Regions from separate parts of the Bos taurus genome. Here region 2 is linked to region 1. A link is a contact called in public Hi-C data. All regions are on one chromosome and are shown on one strand. Each heading gives the region's core, a stretch centred on a gene start, on an enhancer-like site or on the middle of the called end of the contact. The rest is flanking DNA. Distances are from core to core; before and after follow the strand shown.

What was found. Hi-C and Micro-C count contacts between places; a contact is called where the count stands out from the background.
Region 2: a contact with region 1 is called in a Hi-C map of liver, with 4 times the contacts expected there. The contact joins two enhancer-like sites. A contact is called at or near these places in 3 of 11 Hi-C or Micro-C datasets (liver and skeletal muscle).

Annotation. Positions count from the first base shown.
Region 1 is chr28:7,499,962-7,504,795 of ARS-UCD2.0, forward strand. No RefSeq gene overlaps it. Among named protein-coding and RNA genes, the nearest start is that of IRF2BP2, 98 kb to the left of the region's middle. Within about 2 kb of position 2,085, at least 14 of the 102 cell types and tissues checked have an H3K27ac peak or open chromatin away from gene starts, as enhancers often do. A contact at or near this core is called in liver, where this site is marked.
Region 2 is chr28:7,757,734-7,762,785 of ARS-UCD2.0, forward strand. It overlaps LOC132344120 (a long non-coding RNA gene), which reads left to right. Exons shown (of 3, transcript XR_009493234.1): 2 at 1-5,052. Among named protein-coding and RNA genes, the nearest start is that of MIR2402, 76 kb to the right of the region's middle. Within about 2 kb of position 2,963, at least 27 of the 102 cell types and tissues checked have an H3K27ac peak or open chromatin away from gene starts, as enhancers often do. A contact at or near this core is called in liver, where this site is marked.

The DNA of each region.
Region 1 (4,834 bases), core at 835-3,334:
ATAACACGCATGCCAGGGTATTCAGTGGATGTATATATGTATGTATGTATATATATACACACATAGTTAGTGTTTGTCCCTTGGTCATGTCCGACTTTGTGACTCCATGGATTGTAGCCTGCCAGGCTCTTTTGTACATGGAATTCTCCAGGCAAGAATACTGGAGTAGGTTGCCATTCCCTTCTCCAAGGGATCTTCCCAACTCAGGGATCGAACCCAGGTCGTATGCACTGCAGGCAGATTCTTTATTATCTGAGCCTCCAGAGAAGCCCATGTATATGTATACATACATATGTATATACATATATCTCTATATATATACACATATATATTCTTTTCCAGATTCTTTCGAATATAGTTCCCGGTGTTATACAGTAAGTCCTTGTTGTTGATCTATTTTACATACAGTGGTGTGTATCTGCTAATCCCACATTTCTAATTTCACACCCCCTCTTCTCATTTTGGTGACCATAAGATTGTTTTCTAGAGGCAATTATCTTTACTGCCATCCTGTATATAGGGGGTACTGAGAAGAGGTGTCTTAACATTACGTTGCATCTTGTACTAATGTCGTGCATGATAAATGAACTCATTGTTCTCAAGGTCTTGCATGTTAGTCTGGATCTCATGTTTACCTCCTTCTTCAGTGGCAATATTCGAGAACTGACTCAAGCAAAAGAAGTTTAAAATGCTGTTTGGCAGGGAGCTAAGCTGGGTGCTCTGTGATAACCTAGAGGAGTGGGATGGTGGTGGCCGTGAGACGGAAGTCCAAGAGGGAGGAGATGTATGTGTACATATAGTTGATTTTAGAGGTGGTTGGATAGCATAACCGATTCAATGGACATGAAGTTGGGCAAGCTCCGGGAGACAGTGAGAGACAAGGAGGCCTGGAGTGCTTCAGTTCATGGAGGCTACAGAGTTGGACCTGACTTAGCGACCGAACAACAATAAGATAGCTGATTCATTTTGTCACACAGCAGAAACTAACAACGCTGTAAAGCAATTATACGTCAATAAAAAGATAAACTAAAATGCCATTGGTACTAAACAGAAACAGAAATACATCCCCCAGTAGAAAAGGAAATTCAGGCACCAGGTAATCAGGGGATCGTTAAAGATCCAAGACCATGCCAATGACTAAATTATGATCTATGTTCTAGAATTCACACATCTTCCAAGAGGAGGACGAGGAAAGAAGGTGACCTGGATCTCAGGTGCTCATGCAGGCTTGCTGCTGGGAGTCAGCACAGAGGCAGGCCTGGTCTGCATTCACAATGTGGCCACTGCCAGAGCTGGCTGTTTATTTTTTTCCTAGTCGTTTCCCTCCTCCAGGATGGCAGAGCTAAATAAATGAACACCACATCATTCTTTCAAGCCCCCTCCCCAAGCACATTTCAGAAGGACTCCAGCTACACATTGTGAATTGTACCTGCCCTTTTATGAGGCCAACTAGGGCTTCACTGGTGGTTTAGGCAAATCTAACTTAGAAGAATCTGCCTGCAATGCAGGAGACCCAGGTTTGCTCTCTGGGTTGGGAAGATCCCTTGGAGAAGGAAATGGCAACCTACTCCAGTATTCTTGCCTGGAGAATTCCATGGACAGAGGAGCCTGGCGGGCTACAGTTCATGGGGTCACAAAGAGTCGAATACGACTGAGCAACTAACACTAAATAACGCATTTTATGCCAGAACAGCCCAGTCAAGAGAGAGGAGGGAAATGCCTTACTGGTTCCTGCACAGAGACAAGACCAAGGGAGACATGGATTTTCAGCTACTGGTCTTGTTATGAGGGCTTTGAGAGTTCAGATGACAAGGGGGTGAAGGTGGTTAGTGGACACACCTACACACCACGTAAGCATCTCTTGCTGAATTACCCCATCCTGAGCTGGCAGGCAACAGACACAGGCCTTCATTACCTCCTGGATGGGTCTCTGGGGGCCCCTCCAGTTTCTGCCCCTCCAGACTGGGCCACGCATCCAGGGCCTCCCTGCCCACACAGGTTACTCATCCCCAGCCATCTGCTCTGGAACACTGTCAGGGTCAGTGTTTTTACGTTGCCTGATGCACTGATGGATCAATGACAGTCAGCAGAGAACAAGCGGTGCCAGAGAGGAATGTCCTCTTCTTCTGGGCTGACTCAGCTGGGGACAGGAAGACCAGGCATCTGGCATTTGGCAAAGCCCTTGATCGTCCCTTACGAAATATTAACTGAAATGGATTTGCGTTGGCTTGGTTCTGAGAAGGTCACTCAGGATGCATTTAAAAGGCAAAGGCCCTGTGTCAACAAAGGGAGGAGATAAGCAGCTTGCTGTCTCTCTGCGCTAATGTGTCCGATCGTGTACCTCAGACTCGGTTTTATATCTCTCTGCAGATCAGTGTGTTTTTATGACAACCGTCTCCATAGCAACCAGGTGTCCAGACACACAGCGGATCTCAGGGATATTAAATCTCAGCCTGGGAGGGAACCCCCTCTTGGCTGTAGTTTCTGTGGAGCCATTTGGGGATGAAGGCTGGTGGGTGGGCTCTGGGGACGTGTGTGGGCTTCCCTAGGGTCCTGCTGGGAGAGGAGACTTTTCTGGATTATTTTTACTAACTATCCAGAAGAAAGGGTAAATAGCAGGTCAATTCAACGCTGATGAAACTAAATGGAAAAGAGTTGCAAACACCAGAGAAATTATCTCAATGGTAGAGGAGCAAATAATCAAGTGAGGATTGTCCTGGTGAGCCCAGATCTTGGTGTTAGTATTCCAAAATGAGAAGGTAGGGGAGGTGAACAATGAGGGGACTGTTTGAGGAGGTCTGGGAGAGAATGATGGCAACTTCCCTGGGTCAGGAAGATCCCCTGGAGGAAGAAATGGCAACCTATTCCAATATTCCTGCCTGGGAAATCCCATGGACAGAGGAGCCTGGTGGGCTACAGTCAATGGGGTCATAGAGTTAGACATCAAAGCGAGACTGAGCACATATACCTAATCTTAAAACAGGGAAGCCACACAAGGTGGGGGAGTGAAGGGCTCCAGGGGAAGGGGCCATGCAGCTGAGGCTCCCCTAGGGTGGTCAGGTGAGTGCAGAGAGCTGATCTAGCGGGGAGCAGAGGGGGATGGTGGGATGCAGGGGGGCCGGGATGCAGGAGGGGGTGTGGAGGACCCACAGGGCAGTATCTTCTTATGGCAGCTCCTTATCGCTGGGGGCAGTCATGCCATGAGTCACCCCGGGTTCTCCCCAAAGCTGAGTCTGGCTGACCCCGATCCCAGTATCCTGCCGTACCCAGGGCCTCTTTTGTTTTGAAGTGTTGCCCCTGGGCTAGCAACTCACACAGGGCAGGATAAGGATGGTCCAGACAGAACCGGAAGGAAGGCACAGCTGATGAAATGGAACAAAGGGATAGTGGTTGGAAGCCTGAGTGACATCTAAATAGGCTGCAAATGGCCTTTTGGGGGGAACTCCCCTTGCTGTCATAATCTAAACCAGGACTGGACTAGGCGGGGTGGCCTGCTGGGGAGGTGACCCACGGGCGAGAGGGAGGAGGGTAAGGCCGCCTCCCCTCTCCCTTCTCCCCCTCAGTGATCATCGTATCAGCCCACGAGTCACAGGGCTGAGGTTCACATGTGTGCTTTGTCTATTGCAGGACGATACTTGGATCCCTCACACTAGGTGTGTCCATTAAAGAAAGCTGACCTCTCCCGGAGGAAAGCCAGGGGTTAAATCTGTAACCATCAGCAAGTCTGCCAACAAAATAAAAGGAAGCCACATTCTCCATGAATGAAGGAAGGAGCAGGAGGAAGGTAGTCCCACCCCCTCCCCTCCCCTTTTCTTTTTTTAAAACATGAGTAAGATCCTCAATATGTTTGAGATCATTTAGCAAATTGTCTGAAAGGGGCCGTGGGTCAGGAACCAACATTTCGTGGATGTAGAAACCACACTCCTCCCACATCCCCACCCTCCTTGACCCCAGAGATAGCAGGTTGGGTGTCATGGGGGTCTCTGTTTAGTTAACCATTAGCAATTCATAAAAATCCAGACCCCTGCACACTCAGTCCAGTCCTTGGGATGTTATTAGAAAATCCTATTTCTGGTCTGTTATGAAACAGAGGTTTTGATGTGCTGCCAGGTTTATGGGGAACTCTGGAAACAGAGCACTTGCTGCTCTAAGAAGCTGAGCCTGGTGGTGTTACATAAAGCTTTCCTAGCAACTCAGGTTTATCAGAGAATGTGAGGCTGCAGTGGAAAAAAAAAAAAACCAAGGAGTTAATGCAAAACATGAGCCAACCCACTATCCCCGTTTGCTCTGAGGCCAGCCGGCCCATTTGTGGAAGTGATTTTAACCCATGACACCCCAGAACTCCAAGCTGGCTCCAAGGTTCAGCCCAAGAATACAAGCTCAGAGCTGAAAGGCACCTTCAAAAGGACCTCACGAAATGCGAAGCAGCTCTTTTCACCTCTGAACCAATGGCTTATACTGTGTGTTAGTCGCTCAGTTGTGTCTGACTCTTTGCGACCCCGTGGACTTTAGCTCACCAGGCTCCTCTGTCCATGGAATTCTCCAGGCAAGAATACTGGAGTGGGTAGCCATTCCCTTCTTAAGGGGATCTTCCCAACCCTAGGATCGAACCCTGGTCTCTTGTATTGCAGGCAGATTCTTTACCATCTGAGCCACCAGGGAAGCTCGATTGCTTATTGAAATTCACACAAGCACATCTTTTCTGCCCTTCTTGGGGATGCTCCCAGTTTCTCTGGGCACCACAGAAATAAAAGGGGGCAAAGCCGCAGCATGAATCTCTGCCAAGCTAAATATGCTTAATGGCGCAGCTTTGGATCTGAAGTCAATGGGTGAG
Region 2 (5,052 bases), core at 1,713-4,212, 260 kb after region 1:
AACTTGGGACAGGTTGGTCAACACTGAGCTCCTGGAATTCCAGTTCCCTTTAAAATCGATGAGCTAAGCTAGGATTGCCCAAGAGACCCATGAGGGCACAGGACTATTACTGAGTTGTGTGGTGCAAAATGTCTTTGACTGAAAAGTGGTGGACACCGTGGAAGAACCAGAAGTATCAAGACTTATATCCCAGGCACATTTGCAAATGGACTTAGTTTCTTAATAGACTAGGTCTGAAGGCTCAGAGATGTTGCCAGCGATCACAAGATTATTGCATGATGACAAGAGCTCCTGATTCCTGGAGACAAGGAGGTCACAGCCCCACGACCACTGGCCAGGGCCATAAACCAAAGGACATTTCTCCTGTAGCGGTTGCGTGGAGATACAACATTGGCATCATCATAGTCAAAAAGCACAACAAGGGATGTACTTCATGGTCCTGAGAAAGGTTTGCTTGTGGCCCTTTCCAGCCACCATGTATCATAAAACTGGGGCTGGCAAGCACCCTGGGGAAGGCCCTGCCAGCTGAACGCTCACAATGTGTCCACAACAGCTGTGAACCCTTTCCTGGGCCTTCCTCCGATGCACACACACATTCAGGCTGGCCATGCACATATGCATACATGCACCAAGTAAGGATGGTGGAGAGAGAGGTAGCCAGGAAAAAAAAAATGCACTTCTGCAAATACACATGGAAAAAACTTTTTGGATGAGTGCTTAAAGGGAGTTAACCCAGCAAAGATGACTTATTTACCTGCTTTATCCTTTGTGGCTTGGAATGAGGATATGATGGCTAGAGCTAAAGCAGCCATTTTGGACCATGAGGTGGTCTTTGCAATGGATGCCAAATTCTAAGAATAGAAAGAAAGGAACATGGAATACTGATGAATGTAGAACCACTAAAGCAGTCCTAGGCTATCTACTGCTAGACTTCTTTGATAGGAGACTGAAGTAAACTTCTTTATTGTGTAAAAAACAAAAAGACAAAAGTGCTTCTGATTCTATTTGCATTCTACTACAGGGCTTCTGGAGGATGCCAGTCCTTTTGCTGGGGAACCCTCTGTTTCATTTTCCCCTGTGTTTCCTCTTTCTGTTGGAGGTAGAGGGAAGGAGAGGCAGAGGAGAGAGGGGTTTGGGAGGAGAAAATGTAGAGAGAGGATGGGCCCCTAGCTGTTCCTCTTTCCCTGTATCTGTTTCTCTGCTTTGTCTCCAGACCTCCTAGAACACCTTGCATGTGGTCCCGTGCTCGGTGAATGTGTTGAAAGCTTGTACCAGTTTGCTGGGGCTGCCAGAACAAAGAACCACAGCCTGGTAGCTTAACCAGGAAACATGTATGTTCTCCCAGGGCTGGATGCTGGAAGTCCACGATCGAGGAGTCAGCAAGGTTGGTTCCTTCTGGAGGCCATGAAGGAAGGATCTGTGCCAGGCCTCTCTCCTGGGCTTGTAGACGGCTGTATTCTGTGTCTTCACACCGTCTTTTTGCTGTGTGTGTCTGGGTCTAAATCTCTTCTTTTTTAAAAAAATTTTATTTCTTTTTGGCTGTCAGGTCTCAGTTTCAGTGCATGGGCTCTTCGGGGTCCTCCCTAGCTGTGGCACGTGGGCTTCGTTGCCCTGCAGCACGTGGGATCATACTTTCCCGATCAGGAACTGAACCTGCACCCCCTGCAGTAGAAGGCAGTCTTAACCACTAGACCACCAGGTTATTGTGGCTGTTCAGTCACTCAGTCGTGTCCAGCTCTTTGCAATCCCATGGACTGCAGCACACCAGGCTTCCTTGTCCTTCACTGTCTCCCGGAGTTTGCTCAAACTCATGTCCGTTGAGTCAGTGATGCCATCCAACCACTAGGGGAATCCCTTAATCTCTTCTTCGTATGCAGACACCAACCAGATTGAATCAGAGCCTCATTTTTAACTGAAAGCAGCCTCATTTTAACTTAATCCCCTCTTTAAAGACCCTGAATCCAAATACAGCCACATTCTGAGGTTCCAAAAGTTAGAATTTCCACAAAAGTGAGGCCAGAAAGGAAGTTAGCAAACACACAGAGCTGCTACCATGGGCTTGGAGCCATGCCATACAGCAGGGACCAAAGATAAGAAGATACAGTCTCATTGTGGCTGAATGACTAAATGACAGTCCTAGCGAGTGAGTCAGTGGATGGATCAATGATGAATGAATGGGATGAACAAACATCAAAACTGCTGCTGGAGCCCAGAGAGCTGATTAGACATAACCATACTGAGTCCAGAAGCATAGCTGAGTCCAGAGCCAGCAGCCCACTCCCACCTCCATCTACAAAGGGGTCTCAGAGATCGTTAGAGAAGCAAAGTGGCAAAGGGGCTTCTATTCCCTGTCCAGGGGAGTCTGACCAGCTCTTGGCTAAAACTAAACAGGGTCAGTGTGCTCAGAGATGCTTGCAGATGAAAACCAGACTTTTCTTCATACTTAGCCTACTGCTCCGGGGGAGACCTGGGGAGACACTCCTGCTATGATTCCAATGGCCCCAGGGCCACAAATCAGATGGAAAGCCCCCAGGAGCAGCATCTCAGGTTAGCCAGGGCGGGAAGGAGGACCACCTGCCCACCAGCTGCCATGCAGTGACAGGTGGGGTACCATCCCTGGGATGTTGACACCCGTGAAATGAGAGTGAAAGTCTCCATACCCTCAACTCCATCCCCTGCAAATACTCTCTGAGGCCAGAACTGAGACCAGGAGCCAGGAGGTCAATGGAGAGGAACAGAAAGGCAAGATTCCTGTCCCAGTCATTATTAACATGTGTTTCTCCTGACTGCAAGCACACCGGCCACGTCACACAATTATTATTGTCTGCACTGTGGCTGTGTACTTAATCAGTCTTCAGAGAGATTTCTAAACAGGTCTTTTTGTGGCCTAGCAGAGGTCAGAGTTCCCAGGACCATCAGTCAGAGCCTGCAGGGGGCAGGCCAGCTGTCCATCATCCGCTCGAGGCCGCTGCAAGCAGACTTTGAACCGGTTCCTGTGACCTGTCTGTCAGGCTCCCCATGAACCCTGGTCATCAGTCAGTTCCTGAATTACAGCACACAGCAGTCCTCCCCTGCTCGGATGATTCCCTTTTATTGTGTTCCAATACATTCTCCCTCTGGCCCCAATGGGATCGCCTCTGAGTGGCCTGTCCTTCAATTTTTACTACCGAATCTGTGGCTCAGAAGCCTTGGGTTGGTATTTCCTCTGCCCTCGGAGGGATTTTTATGGGGTTTTTATTTGGTTTCATTTTTGCCATGCTTCTCAGAACGTTTCCTTTGTTCTTCTCACTCTGCTCTGAGCCTCCAAGGCCGTCCCCTCAGAAGATCACACACAGCTGTGGCCTCAAACATGTATCCCCCCCAAAAAAAGGTGGTTGAGGAAACCCCCATCTTTTATGGATTTTCAAGCAGTAAAATGATGGTTTCTGAGGGTTCAAAAGGCACCTCCTCCCCTTGGCCAGGCCACTCACTGCAGCCCCCACAAGCAGAGGTGAGGCGGCCCAGGACCCCCGCCTACAGTGCCCAGGGTTAGTGGATCTACTGTTTGTCTACCTAGGATGGGCGCCCCCTTCTTTGAAAAATACTGCCACCCCTGAACTGATCATAGCAACCAAATGTGGGCAGCCTCCTGCTCAAAGATCCACCCCCGACCACAGAGATGGAACTGGGAACTATCATCTGACCCCTGCAAAGGCCATCAGGTGGAACTTTTGAACTCTCGGCCCCCTCTCTAGCAGTGAAGCTGGGAGGCGCGATAAGCAGAAGCTACTGTTGTGTACATTCCCTGTCATGTAGAGAAAGCTTATCAAAGAGATTGAAATCCATATTGGGGTAGAAGATGAGACCAAGATTGAGAAAGAGATGAGAGTGCCTGGCAGGGTCAGGTCCCATTTCAGGCATTCTTAGAGTCCCTTTTTGAAGCCCTGAGTGATCTGGGTCGAATTTCTCTTTCGTGTGGCTAATAATAGCTTCCCCATGAAACTCACCAGGGAGTGGACGCTGGCCATCCTGCCCAAGCAAGACCAGCTGTCCTCAGCTTCGGCCATGGGAACAGGAGGGAAAGGAGAGGAGGAGAAGGGACCATCATCCAAGGTTGTTTAGGACACTGAAATACAGAACCCCTGTCACAACTCTGGGAGGATTTCCACGTCTTTGTCAAGTCAGTACTTTCAGGATTGGACGCTCTCAGGCAGAGGTCATTATCTGGATAGTCAGTGTTTCTTACAACAGGATTCAGTGATGGTGGTGATGGCGGGTAAGCAGCACACAGAGCATGGAGGTGATTATGACTCTGCTCATGGGAAGGGAGCAGCGGGGCCCCTGGGTATTACTGATGGACAGATGGACTCCATGCAAACTAGTTCAACACGTCTGATACCTGCCAAAGCCGAGCGCCTCAGAGCCCAAATGTTCTTCCAGATATGACCCCCAAATCAAGGAAACCCCCTAGATGGCCAAGGATCTAGAGAGGCTTCTGCTCCCCAGCTCACTGTGTCTCTCTCAGCTGGAAGCACAGGCAGGCCTCAAGTCAGAAGGGCTTACCCAACAAGGAGGGAGGCAGAGAGTTCAGCTAATCCCCTGACCCATCCCAAAGGGTGGGAGGAAAGCCAGCAACCACAGGGGTCAGCGCCTCCATTCTGACTCCAAAGATTCTAGCTAAAGCGGCCCAGGGCCCCTGGCACCACCCTAAAAAACGGATCCAATCTTGAGTCAGAGAGGAAGCCGACAGTCACTGAATCACCCGTCCACTTCCTTCTACCCACAGCCGCTGGGCCAAGACCAGCAGCCGCTTCCAAGGGGCAGCTCGGTGACCAGTGCTCGGAAAAGCTGAGGCTCTGCAGAAGGGCTAGCAGGACCGAACCACCAAGACCCACTTCCCCGAGGTGCCCCACCCCCTGCATTTTCCAAAGTAAAGCTTCACGTCTTGTGACAGCCCCGTTCCTGTCCTGTGCTGCCCTTGGCTGGGTTATTTTTCACTTCCCTGTTCAGAACACAGCCACACTTTCCAAATGCCATGAATCATCACCACGAAGCAACGGCCATTCAGCCAGG